2 separate regions of the Danio rerio genome follow, and region 1 is linked to region 2. Evidence: chromatin contacts called from public Micro-C data. All regions are on one chromosome and are shown on one strand. Each heading gives the region's core, a stretch centred on a gene start, on an enhancer-like site or on the middle of the called end of the contact. The rest is flanking DNA. Distances are from core to core; before and after follow the strand shown.

Region 1 (7,008 bases), core at 519-3,018, 150 kb before region 2:
CTTTCTTCCCCATCGAGTTACTGCCATTTGATTGGCTGATTAGAAATTTGCGTTAACAAGCAGTTGTACCTAATAAAGTGGCCGATGAGTGTACAGTAGTGTATACAGTAATGTTGATGTTGTTTAGTTCCTAGTTTTAAGTACAGACACCACAGGAATCTATTATATAGAAACAAGGCCTGTGGAAAAACATTTTTTTGTGTGTTTTACTTAAAACATTAAAAGGTTTTGTTAGTTTATCATATAATCCCATAAGATACGTTGAGGAAAGCTGAAAACCTGTACCACTTAACTTCCTTAGCAGCTGTATTTTCTACTATAGAACTCAATGGTTACAGGTTTTCAGTTTTCCTTAGAATATCTTCTGTGTTTAACAGATAAAGTGGAACCACTTTGAGAGTGAGTAAATATTGAGCATTAATGTACAGTAGTGTATAGTAATGTTGACGTTGTTTAGTTCCTAGTTTTAAGTACTGACACCACAGGAATTTGTTATATCGCTACTAGGCCTATATGGAAAAACAAGGCTTTTTAATGCTTTTTACACAAAAAATTTAAAAGTTGAGACTTTTATTTTTGCTAGTTCATCATGTTGTCATTCCTATAGATATGCTGAGGAAAGCTGAAAACCTGTAGCCATGGACTTCCATAGTAGTTGTATTTCCTACTATGGAAGTCAATGGTTACAGGTTTAAATTTTTCTTTAAAAGTATCCTCTTTTGTGTTCAACAGGAGGAAGAAACTCATAATGGTTTGAAACAAAATGAACGGCGACTAAATGATTACAGAATTTAACTTTTGTTGTGAACTATCCCTTAGTTGATATCTCAATGACAGATAGCCATAGAAGTCAATGGCAAAAACAAACCACTGAATGAGTAACTACTAAAATAAATACTAATATATAAAAATATGTGTAATTAATATAATTACTAGTAATTTAAAATGAGAACTGCATTGATATTTTGTGGTGGTTCATTCCGCTGTGGCGACCCCTGTTGAATAAAGGGACTAAACCGAAGGAAAATGAGAGATATTTTGTTATCCCATCTTCTAAGCTTCATCCAACAATTGTTAATCAAACTTTACATTCCAGCCACGGTAACTTCCAAAGCCTTTGTCTCCAAACTCTATACAAATGCAGGTGGCCAGTTTCTTTTTAAAAACAGAACCATGACCAGCTGTACCCGTTAATGCATTCAATTGGGGATTGGGGGAGGATGGAGAAATCCCTCCCCATCCCACCAATACCACTACAACTACTACTATCATTACTTTCCTCCCCCACCACCTCCATCGCCTCCACCCCCATCACACATGCACATCAGCACGTCTTTTGTTACCGACCTTTTCTGAAGGGAAGCAGCCTTTGCTTGGTTACGTATAGTCAAGGGGCATCTTGTGTTTGGAGACGCCAATCGGCGGTAAAAGCAAACGGCAAGGGACGCTGTTAATTGTCCCTGAAGGCAAAACTGTCGTGCTTGTCCATTCAGGAGAGAATAATCATAATGAGTGTCATTGTGAAACACGATAGCTTTGGGATGAAGGTGAGATGTAAGCTGTCTCTGTGTATTATCGACGCGTTCAGATGAAATAATAAGGATTCGTGAACACATCAACCATTTTACACTTCGAATAACAGTGGTACATATATATGTATAAGTAATTATGCTGTTTTGATTTAATTTTGCATACATATGACACATAAATGTATGGTGTATTTACGTAAAGTGGCGGTCAGATATATTTTTGGTGGCTGTCTAGTGTGGACATGCCATTCTCTGTCCACTAGGTGACGCACTTGCACAGCCCTCACAGCGTCATTTTACGTTGAGCTTTTTATTTATTTATTTATTTATTTATTTATTTATTTATTTATTTATTTATTTATTTATTTATTTATTTATTTATTTATTATTTTTATTAAATTTAGTAACAGGGAATATATAAAATATTAATTTGTGCTAATATTATTTGACCCTAATACAAATGATACATATTCACTGTACATCTAGTAACATAAATGTTACAAAGTATAAGGAAAAAAGAAAAGCAAATATTTAAAGAAACCAAAATAATATATATATATATAATTATATATCAAAATAAAAACATATGTCAAACTATACTTAGGTTATTAAGAGTGCTATGTAAATTCGTTGAGGGTTTGTTATGGAAAGCTGTTTAGAATAGATTAGATTGAAACTCTATTGTCATTACACATGCACCAGTACAAAATGCAGTTAAGGTCTAATCAGAAGTGATATTGCAGCGATATTGGCACGGCAATTTTATTATTGCATATATGCTGGCACGTGCGCACATAGGGCTCACACATTGCCCTTTTTAGTCTTGAAAGTGCCCTTCCAAAATGATCTGAAGTGCCCCAGCGAGCCAAGACAAGAACCAAACATGGACCATATCTGGGTCAAGTCTCAGCCAAGTTAACTGAGCCTGAAATGGGCCAGATTGGGCCAGACCTGATTGGTAGAATTTGTTTGCCTTTATCCAAAAATAATAAAAATGTGTCAAGATAGGCCAAATTTACATGGCCCACACATCCATTATTAGCATCTGGGCCAAATACTACATTTGATATCTGGCTAAAGTGTTGTGTGTCGCATTAAAGGCGGTGCCACCTCTGCCAAACCCAGGCCATGTTTGGCTCACATACTGTATGCCAGTGCCGGATCAATGCCTGCTTTGTCAGCTTTATAATAAATCTGGGCCAGAATTCTTTGCTACCTGGGCAGAAACCCCAAAAACTGAGCCATAACCCAGCATAATGTTACCTAAACAATCGCTACACTGATCTGGGCCACACACCTCCCATGCACAACTGGCCCAAATGTAGTTTGCTATCATGCATGCAGTGCCATCATTGCCATGCATGGCCCACATTTGGCTCACATTATGCATGCCAGTGCCGGCAACAAGCCAGCAGTGCCATAATGAGGCCACATTTGGCCCAAGTCCGTTTGCTATGTGGGATGTGGTGCCTATAAAGAGTCCAACATTTGGCATGAGGGAAGAACTCGATTAGCCGGACCCCCCTGCCTGGCGTTTTGATTATTTTAGTTGGTTTTAAATCATGAGCACAGTTCAACACACATTTTTCACTACTGACCTTCATTTATACTGGCTTTGATTGCTTTAAAACTGTTGTTGATTATGTATTTTGTTAATAAATCGTTCCTCTTTTCGATTTATCTGGTCAGCATTGTCTCTTGTTAAAATTTTGAGCCAGTTCACCTGTCATGCAATTAATGTGGGGGGTTCCGCAAGACTCAATACTGGGTCCTGTTTTGTTTTCCCTTCACTTACTTCCGTTAGGAAAATCTTTTGAAAAGCATGGCATAAATTACCATCTACACTGCAAAAAAATGCTTTTCTTACTTAGATTTGTTGTCTTGTTTCTAGTCCAAATATCTAAAAGTTCCTAAATCAAGAAGAATTTTCTAAACAAGCAAAACATATTGCCTTGCTATGAAAAATATTATGCCAATATTAAGTCAGTTTTTTCCTTAAAACAAGCAAAATAATCTGCCAATGGGGTAAGCAAAATAATCTTACGTCAAAAGAAAAAACAAGATTAATTTGCTTACCCCATTGGCAGATTATTTTGCTTGTTTTAAGGAAAAACTGACTTAATATTGGCATAATATTTCTCAAAACAAGGCAATATGTTTTGCTTGTCTAAAAAATGCTTCTTGATATAAGAAATTTTAGATATTTAGACTAGAAACAAGACAACAAATCTAAGCAAGAAAAGCATTTTTTGCAGTGTATATGCTGATGACTCTCAAATCTACTTCCCAATAAAATCTAGGGATCAATCCTCCCTTCAGGCTTTGCTTAATTGTTTGGCTGATGTGACGTGTTGGTTGGCAAATAACTTTCTCCAACTGAATGAAGACAAGTGCAAATTCATTGTTTTTGGCCAAAAAGGTTCAGATTCTAATGGCAATCTGTCATTGTTTTCTGGGAAAATACATTCCTCGGTAAAGAGTCTTGGTGTCATCTTTGACTCTGAGCTAAAATTTGATCGGCAAATAAATGCGGTTGTCAAAAATAGTTTTTTCTATTTTAGATATATTGCCAAGCTGAAGTCTGTCCTCTCTTTCAGTGATTTGGAGAAAGTTGTTCATGCTTTTATTTCTTCTCGTCTGGACTATTGCAACACATTGTATCTGGGTGTTAGTCAGGCCTCTCTCTCGTGACTGCAGCTAGTCCAGAACACAGCTGCCAGGCTTTTAACAGGCACAAAAAAAAAACGAGAACACATTACACCTGTACTTGTTTCTCCACACTGGCTGCCAATCCAGTTTAGAATTCAGTACAAAGTTCTGTTGTATGTTTATTGTTACACCTGGCTCAAGGATGTAACATAATAAGGGAGACGACAAGGAGAAGTATAATCAAAAAGAATATTTATTTAGCTCAATTTAAATTATATAATCAAAATATCAGTATCAGTATGTTCAATCAGTGTGAAATGCAAATGTATGGATTCTGTAAATGTTGTCAGTGATAGTGTATGGATCCGAAACAAAGCATAAAGGCCAAATAGGAGCGCGGCTCTGGCCAACTGCCAGGTGAATGGACAGCGGCCCCGACAAACTCTCTGCCGGGGTTTAAATAAGGGCGCTGACCAGCATCAGGTGCGCTGAAGGCACGCCCCCAATCTGGAATCAAAATCAAAGACACAAACAACGCAGTCCTAACATTATAATCCCTCCATGGCCTGGCCCCTGAGTATATTTCTGAGCTAATTATTCTGCACCAACCTGTGAGATCTCGTCGCTCTATGGATCGTCTCTATTTGCAAGTTCCTAGATCACGCTTAAAATGTGATAGAGCTTTCTCGGTAGCAGCTCCAAGACTCTGGAACGATCTCTCACTCTCTGTAAGAACAGCTCAAACTTTTGAGTCTTTTCAGAGGTCACTGAAAACACACTTATTTCTCTTTAGCTCCTAATCATGTGATGTGAGTTTATGTTTTTTGGTTTTATGTATATTTTACATGCGTTTTATGTGTTTTATGTACAGCACTTTGGTAATCATTGTGATTTGTAAACGTGATATAAAAATAAAGTGAGTTGAGTTGAGTTTTAACACCCCACACTGGCGATTGTGGCCTGGAATATACCCTACTCTACCGTGTTCATAGCCGTATGTTCCAGCATGGAGCTCTCTGTGTGGATCACAGTGGATGACGTCTTCTCTTCCCACCTCTGAACCACAGGCGATGACTTTTGCTTTCTAATATTAGATTCTGGGAGGATTCCAGGTGCTGTGTGTGTGTGTGTGTGTGTGTGTGTGTGTGTGTGTGTGTGTATGTGTGTGTGATCTCATGTCTCTCGAGTGTGTGTCGTCTGTGCGTGTGACACCCGCACTGATCCTATTCCGAGCTTGGCTGTTAATCGGCTTACTATCCTGTGTCTGTGTCTTCTGCTTTTCCGTCCCAGTTCTTTTGTCATATCCTCCTGTCAGATCAAGCTGTATGATCTCCTGCAGGTGGAAGCTAAGATTTGAAAAAATTATCAATATTATATCAAAGTTAGTTTAGTAAGCAGATCTCAGTTCTGGCATGTAGTTCAACACTACTTGGACATTTGTGTGTGTGTGTGTGTGTGTGTGTTTGCTTGTTCCATGCAGCGTGTGGATTAGTGTTTGGGATATTTCAGTGACTCGGCAGGTACAATCAGAAAGCCAAGCTAGCAAATCATTATATTCACCCTTGCTTTTATGTAGAAAGTTAGAGTATTGTTCAAACTGACTACCCTTTCATTATGTTGGGGGATGTTTTTGCCCCATTGACTTTTATTATAATTACATTTTTCGAATGCAAAGCAAGCATATAATCATGCATATAAACAGCAAAATAATCAGTATAAACTGTAAAAATTTGACCTCTTCCCACCAGGGAAAACCAGCGCTGATCTAGACTGCATGATTATATAGTGTCATGGCTTTGCAATCAAAATATATAGTTACATTGGACATCAATGGGGCAAAAACAGCCCTGAACATAATGAAAGTGTAGTACATTTGAGTGTATTGCTGAGTTTATGAAAATTTTCAAAGCATTTACCGAAAATATGTGTCAAAATAAGATATAATCATTCCATTCGCTGAAACACAGTTATAGATGTGGCCAAATTAAGCCCACAAATCACCCCATGAAAACATCCCCAACAACACACAAGGGTTAAGTGGACTTGCTTTGAATGACCTCAGCAAATCTATGGCCACAGCACATCACTAGTCCCTCACAGGACACCACTAGCCTCGAGTGCTTATAGTTAGTTATGCTCTGCTATGATCTTGGTCTCTTCTTCAGTAACTATAGTGTTTCTTATCCAGAATTATTTCAATCTTTTCTGCTTCAAAGAACTGCTTTACCTGTTTTAGATAATTAACAAACTTAAGATTTACAACAAGAGCTGAAAGGAATCTGAAAGTGTGTTCTAATCATTATTATATATGTAAATAAATTATATATATATATATATATATATATATATATATATATATATATATATATATATATATATATATATATATATATATAATTTATTTACATATATATAAGGTTGCTTGGTCGCTGGTTCGATCCTCGGCTCAGTTGGCATTTCTGTGTGGAGTTTGCATGTTCTCCCTGCATTCGTGTGGGTTTCCTCCGGGTGCTCTGGTTTCCCTCACAGTCCAAAGACATGTGGAACAGGTGAATTGGGTAGGCTAAATTGTCCGTAGTGTATGAGCGTGTGTGTTTGTGTGTGCATATGTTTCCCAGAGATGGGTTGCGGCTGGAAGGGCATCCGCTGCGTAAAAACTTGCTGGATATCAATAGATTAGTCTTGCTTTATTAAACCAAACAATTTCCACTTAGGAATTATTACACTAAATTGTTAAATTAAAATTAAATTAAGCTTCTGTAGGTAGGTTGTATTTTTGAAGCGGGCGCAGTTTCCATTGTCTCTGAATGATCACAGCTGACATTCAAAA
Region 2 (7,177 bases), core at 3,699-6,198:
AACCCGTTCAGATGCACCATGTGGAAAACACCAAACCAACTAGCTCACAGCTGTCAAAGTTAGTTCCTGAAAGGCTGCAGCTTTGCACAGTTTAGCTCCAATATATAAACACACCTGATCAAACCAATTGAGTGCTTTAGACTTGTTTGAAACCTACAGATAGGTGTGTTGAAGCAGGGCTGGAGTTAAACTCTGCAGGGCTGTGACCCTCGAGGAATTAAGTTTAACACCCCTGAACTAGCCTAACTGACGGACTGATGAAACCCAGCAACTGACCATCGACTTCATGTGTCCCGGCCTAAAACAGTTTTTTTTTTAATGCACAAAAGTGTTTTTAGAGTTCCATTTGATTACAAGTAAACCATTGAAAGCGTTGACGATGTTTTTGGTTCTTTTCTGAGCTTTGAACATCTTTAGACTGCTGTTGTCTATGGTGGATGAGAGAGCTCTCTGGTTTTATCTAAAAAAATGATCTTAGTTTGTGTTTTGAAGATAAACAAAGGTTTTGGGGCATCGGAACAACATGAGTGTGAGTTATTAATAACAGGATAAACTAACCCTTTAATACAGGGGTGTCAAACTCAAAAGTTCCAACCCTGCTCCAACACACTTACCTGTAGGTTTCAAACAAGCCTGAAGGACTCAATTAGTTTGATCAGGTGTGTTTAATTAGGGTTGGAACTAAACTGTGCAGTGCTGCGGCCCTTTTGGAACTGAGTTTGACACCTGTGCTTTAATACATTTTGGGACTACCTCCTCTGAAGATGCCAAAATCATTGTGCCTTCCTACATTTGGAACAAACCACAGATCCGAATTATTCTCAGGATGACTGAAAACCTTTTTCCTGTTGTTCTCTGCAGAAGTACAGACACCAAGATGAAGACACAGGATCTCCACAGGAGCCGAGTTCGCCACAGTTCACCGATGATACTCCTGGGCCTGAGCTGGTGCAAGTGGCTGAGAAGAGCCTCTCCCAGATTGAAAATGTCCATGGCTTTGTAGCACATTCACATATCTCCCCAATGAAGGTAGGCTGGGTTATAAAATATATTTTCATACCTGTGTTTACATTTGCCATGTTGTTGATCACTTTGTTGTCTGAATTCTGCTATGGAGTTTGTTTACACTTTGTCCTCACATTTTACATACACAACACTAACACACGCTTAGGGATTTTGAATGCCCTCGACCTCCTTGCATTATTTCAACAATTAGCTTGACAGCCAGAGTACTGCTTTTTGTACAGTAAGCTACCTTTTCCCCACTAGTGCTCAAAATGAGGAAACGCTAGATCAGGGGTGGCGAACCCGCGGCTCGCAAGCCGCTTGCGGCTCTTTTACTGCTCTTGTGCGGCTCAACCTCTCGCGCGATTTAACATACATTAACCAATTGACTAACGCCCCATTCACACGGGGCTTCTGCGTCTCTTTCTGCTTTTGTGCGGCTCAACCTCTTGCGCGATTTAACATATAATAACCAATTGACTAATGCCCCATTCACACGGGGCTTCATGTTGCTCGCTGCAGAAGCTGGGAGTAGCTAAACTTTTCAAGCGCTTACGGACGCGTCAGCCAATCAGATCGCTGTATGCAAATACACCTGCTAGAAAGTGGCCTATTGCTGACTGAATTTTATTTTCTGACGCTTCCATTCAGACACGCCTTCAGTCAAGGGTTGACACTGAAGCCCCGTTTGATTGGGGCGCAACACGAGTGACGTGCAGTTCGTTAATATCAATCGTCATGGCAGAGTCAGGAAAGCGTACAGCTAAGCGTAAATACGAAGATGAGGGCAGAACATTTTTATCTGAATGGGATTTTACACTGAAACTAGTGAAATCAAAGCATCGCTCTGTTCTTACTGACACACATGTGAAAGAGTTTCTACGAGTAGCCACAACTGAATACGAGCCAGACCTGAAAAAGATTGTGGAAACCAAGGAATGTCAGGTGTCTCACTGAGTCAAGTAAAATGAGGTAGGCTAATTTAAATCCATGAAAACTATTGCGTTATATAATTAGGTGTATAAGTTATTGTGACAGATATACTGTTGTTTGCACATCTGTTGTGTGGCTCTTTGCAGTGATAAAGTTTTTTTTTTGGCTCATCATGCCAAACAGGTTCGCCACCCCTGCGCTAGATAAATAGACTGTGTCTATTTAGTTTTGATTTTTTCTTAATCCACCAGTGCACTTGGTTCAGTGGGAATGCCATTAGCCATGTCTCCACTTACAGTAAAGCGAGTATGCTAGTGCTAGATTTTGATCACTGTATAGGACAAAATATAATGACAGATTTATACACAATGCTAAAGGCTACTTGTACTAAAAAATTGCAGAATATTTCTATTTTTCAAGATAAATTTGGGCAAAATGAGTTTGCTTCACAAGGTGGCAGAGTAGATAGGGTGAGGAGTTCTGTCACCCGCGAGGCTCTCAAGAGTAGAGCCGCTGCTTTTCACAACGAGAGAAGCCTGCTGAGGTGGCTCAGGCAACTGTTTTGGATGCCTCCTGGATGCCTAACTAGGGAGGTGTTCCAGACATGTCCCACCGGCTCTGCAGGGTGGCAAGGTAGATAGGGTGAGGAGCTCTGTCACCTTGGAAGAGCTCAGAGTAGAGCCACTGCTTCTCCATATCAAGAGAAGCTTGCTGAGGTGGCTCGGGCAACTGTTCTGGATGCCTAACTAGGACGGTATTCCAGGCATGTCCCACCATGAGTTTCCTCTGCAGGTTGTCAAGGTAGATAGGGTAAGGAGCTCTGTCACCCGGAAGGAACTCAGAGTAGAGCCACTGCTTCTCCACATCAAGAAAAGCCTGCTGAGGTGGCTCGGACAACTGTTTTGGATGCCTAACTAGGGTGGTGTTCCAGACATGTCCCACCAGGAGTTTCCTCTTCAGGGTGGCAAGATAGATAGGGTGAGGAGCTCTGTCACCTGGGAGGAATTTAGAGTAGAGGCGCTGTTCCTCCATATCGAGAGAAGAGACCTGAGGTGGCTCGGGCAACTGTTCTGGATGCCTCCTTTATGCCTAACTTGGGAAGTGTTCCAGGCTTTTCCCACTGGGAGAAAGCCCCAGGACAGGCTGGAGGGACATTGTTTCTTGGCAAGCCTGGGAATCCCTTCTGAGGAGCTGGAGGAAGTGGGGAGAGGGAAGTATGGGGTTCTGTCCTGATACTGCTGCCCCGACAACCTGGCCAAGAATAAGTGGTAGAGCATTGAGTGGTAGAGCATTGAGTGGTAGAGCATTGAGTGGTAGAGCATTGAGTGGTAGAGCATTGAGTGGTAGAGCATTGAGTGGTAGAGCATTGAGTGGTAGAGCATTGAGTGGTAGAGCATTGAGTGGTAGAGCATTGAGTGGTAGAGCATTGAGTGGTAGAGCATTGAGTGGTAGAGCATTGAGTGGTAGAGCATTGAGTGGTAGAGCATTGAGTGGTAGAGCATTGACGCATAACACTGAAGTTTTTATAGTGACCTAAGTTTGATTCCTGGCTTAAGGTCCTTTCCCTCTCTCACTCTCTCACAATTTCATGTCTGCAATCTTTACTGTCCTGTTCATTGAAGGTAACTAATCCCCTATCCCCCAGTCCCCCCCCCCCCAGCCCCACAATATGTAAATTAGGAATAAAAATCCCTATTTATTGTATAGATAACAATTTAACAGCATATTAAATAGTCATATCACTGTATAATACTATAATATTTCAGGGTTTTGTAATTCTTCCTATTTCAGCTTATTCATCTACTACTAAACATGGCAGTCTTTTTCACTTATTTCTATGGTGGGGATGAATATTGTGTTAGAAGACAGCGACGCTTTTGGAAACCCTCTAATAAGACCTAGTCAGCTTTAGCAGTTACACATAAATGAAAGTACCCCATGCTTGTGATAAAGTAAAGAAGCAAATATGGCTAAAATATCTCACAAGCTTTTGTGAAGATTGTTTTGTACATCACAATCACAAAGTCCATAGCTTCAAGAAGACACTAAAGGTTTCTAAACACCCGGCTGGCAGCTTTAGTGATCATTTTGAAATGTGTTGTACCACAAAACCTTTGAAAATGCTGAAGAAGAAGAAAACTGTTAATCAGAGCAGATGAAAAAAAAAGTCTTATGAAATGACCTGATGAAAGGAGGAAAAACATTTGATCACATCTCGGACATGTCAGGACACCTTGTTGAACAGCACTCTTAACAATAAAGAAGGCCAGCTTCAGTATTCAAACATTCATTTGGATGGATCTGACAAGTTCTGGAAGAAGGTTTTACGGTGTGATTGGTCGGGGTATGCCTTTGGGTAGAAAAAAGACAAGAATTATTAGCAGAAGAACATCATCACCCCCATGCTCAAACATGGAGGTAGGCTAGCCTTGTTATGGGGAGGAAGTGGAAACCTTATATTTATAAAAGACTTGTAATCTTTGAAGTAACTGTCCATTTTGGCAAACATTTGTCTATTTAGGAAGTTTAGGTTATTGTGTTTCAGCAGGATAATCTTGCTAATTACTTCATGCAGTTCTATTGATAAGGGTAATCATTGTACTCAAGGCCAACGGGATGCCTGTCATCCACTACTGGATTAACTGCAGCTCTGCATTTTTTCTTTAGTGATTTGGTTGTATTCTTTGAGGCACAGGTGTCAAATCCAGTTGCTGTACAATGACTACCCTTCTTAATGGAACTGCATGAAGTATTCAACCTGGCCATAGGGATCCATGTTTAGTTCTTGTCTCGTCACTGAGGCAGCATTCTGACTATGTTCAGAGAAGGTGAATATCCTGTCCGGGCAGGAGGTAGTAGTGTGTATGGTTGAACATTTACAAGCTCTCGCTCTGGTCCTGTTGCGCTCCAGTGCTTCCTTCTCCCTTTAGATTTATGAGCCCAAAGCTTCCCCCCTCCGCCCTGATCAGAGCCTGAGCCAGAAGCTGCACACAACAAACCACAGATGAGAAATATCACCTGCCGTCTCTCATAACCTTCACTGCTCACACTTAAGCCGGCTCCTTTTTATTCCCCCACTCTCCCTCACAACCTGCCATCAATCTCAGACACTCCCCTACATTAGAGATTTGGCCCAAGCTGAGAGTCACCTCGGCATCTCCTTAGAGACTCTCAATAGCCCTTATGACAGATGCTTGTTTTGTATGTATTAGAATTGAAATTAGAGCTGTGGTGAAAAAAAAAATACAATCAAAAAAATCAATTCTGCATCAATTTCTCTATTCTGCTACTTTTTTCATCTCTATTCTAGCTTATTTTTTTAAATAGCAGATTGTGCTCTAAGCTAGTATTTTAAAGTAGAGGGCGCTCTATGCTGGTTTTAACAGCAGAGGGTGCTCTAGGCTGTCGCTCTATGCTGTTTTTTAACAGCAGAGGGCACTCTAGGCTGGCTTTTAACAGCAAAGGGCACTCTATGTTGGTTTTTAACAGCAGAGGGTGCTCTAGGCTGGTTTTTAACAGCAAAGGGCGCTCTAGGCTGGGTGTTCTATGCTGGTTTTTAAAAGCAGAGGGTGTTCTAGGCTGTTTTTTTAACAGTAGAGGGGGCTCTTTTCAACCCATTTCTAAACATAATAGTTTTAATAACTCATCTCTAATAACTGATCTATTTTCTCTTTGCCATGATGACAGAAAATAATATTTGACTAGATATTTTTCAAGACACTTCTATACAGCTTAAAGTGACATTTAAAGGCTTAATTGGGTTAATTAGGCAAGTTATTGTATAATGATGGTTTGTTCTGTAGACTATCAAAAAAATAATTAGCCTAAAGGGGCTAATAATTTTGTCCTTAAAATGGTGTTTAAAAAATTAAAAACTGCTTTTATTCTAGCCAAAAAAAAAAAAGACTTTCTTCAGAAGAAAAAATATTATTAGACATACTCTGAAAATTTCTTTGCTCTGTTAAACATTATTTGGGAAATATTTTTAAAAGAAAAATAAATTCAAAGGGGGGCTAATAATTCTGACTTCAACTGTACATGTAAACACATCTGACTATGCAGACTCTTGTAATAAAAAAACTCTTCCTAACTATTGATTATTAATTATTATTATTATTATTATTATTATTATTATTATTATATGTTTGAATAGTGTGTATAAGGAATTGGAGCTGAGCAGATTGAGCATCTGCTGGCCAAAACTAAGCTCGGAATAAATTCAAGAGAGAATTTCGACACATTTAAATAATCTCAGATTAGTTTCAGATTTTCCGCCGCAGCTTTAATTTAAATACATGTTTGTAGTTTTTGTAGATATTCTAAGACATATTCATTTATACTAATATAATTGCAAATAAAGTACATTTTTAAACCTTAATAATATTTTTATTATGTTTATTTTCAGTAAAAAAAACAACTAATTTCTTATTTTAAGCTATTTGTATGTAAAATCTGATGCAACAAAGGAATATGCAGGTAAAAGCAGTACACTTAAAATATAATTATAAAAAGAGAGAGAGGTGTTGGGGGTGTGTGTGCATTTTCACACATGCCATCCGAAGTCATTAGAAAATTGTCTAAAGATACTTGGCACACAGCAATTTAAAAAGAATGGACACTTTGAGATGAATTAATTCAGTCTGCTGCAGAAGTGGGTTCTGTTGCCATCTTGTGCTCTATAGAAGTCATTGCAGTCATCAGAAAAATCAGTAAACATCTGCTGTGTATTTATGCATTGAGGTAGGAGTGACATCGCCCTGGTCTGTTCAGGTTAGAGGATGACCTATTACCCCAAGAGGCTTTTCATATATTAATGTGTTTAACATTTGTGTCATATGCATCATGGTCTTTCAGTTTCCACTCAGATGCTTACGTATATATGATCTGTGTTCCATCAACATTATCATACGACTCTCTGTTTTGCTGATTCTTAGGCTTTATCCTGTTCTCGTGATAACAATGATGTAACTAGACACATTCAAGTCAAGCCTGTATTGTAATACACTGAGTTGAATGCCCTTCTGTAGGTTGAATCGCTGGAATGCATCTTCGACGGGCCATCGCCTGTAGTGAAGGAGGAGAGTCCTCCGTCTCCTTCTACTCCTCTTTCCAACCCGTATCCTCAAAGCCCTGTGAGCGTCCAGGTAACAGCCACCCGTCCGACTCGGCAAGCGTTTTGTATGTGCTTCTGATCTGCGGCTTGCCAGTTCTGTTTGTCATATGGCTGTCCGTCATGTGC

What was found. Hi-C and Micro-C count contacts between places; a contact is called where the count stands out from the background.
Region 1: a Micro-C map of caudal fin shows a contact between it and region 2, with 9 times the contacts expected there. The contact joins two enhancer-like sites. A contact is called at or near these places in 3 of 18 Hi-C or Micro-C datasets (caudal fin, embryo and an unstated tissue) and 1 of 4 datasets of contacts at active chromatin or transcription factors (caudal fin).

Annotation. Positions count from the first base shown.
Region 1 is chr2:5,431,806-5,438,813 of GRCz12tu, reverse strand. No RefSeq gene overlaps it. Among named protein-coding and RNA genes, the nearest start is that of ptmab, 17 kb to the left of the region's middle. Within about 2 kb of position 1,768, at least 31 of the 62 cell types and tissues checked have an H3K27ac peak or open chromatin away from gene starts, as enhancers often do.
Region 2 is chr2:5,280,097-5,287,273 of GRCz12tu, reverse strand. It overlaps dlg1b (discs large MAGUK scaffold protein 1b), which reads left to right. Exons shown (of 22, transcript NM_001012388.1): 2 at 862-1,029; 3 at 6,966-7,082. Among named protein-coding and RNA genes, the nearest start is that of dlg1b, 22 kb to the left of the region's middle. Within about 2 kb of position 4,948, at least 8 of the 62 cell types and tissues checked have an H3K27ac peak or open chromatin away from gene starts, as enhancers often do.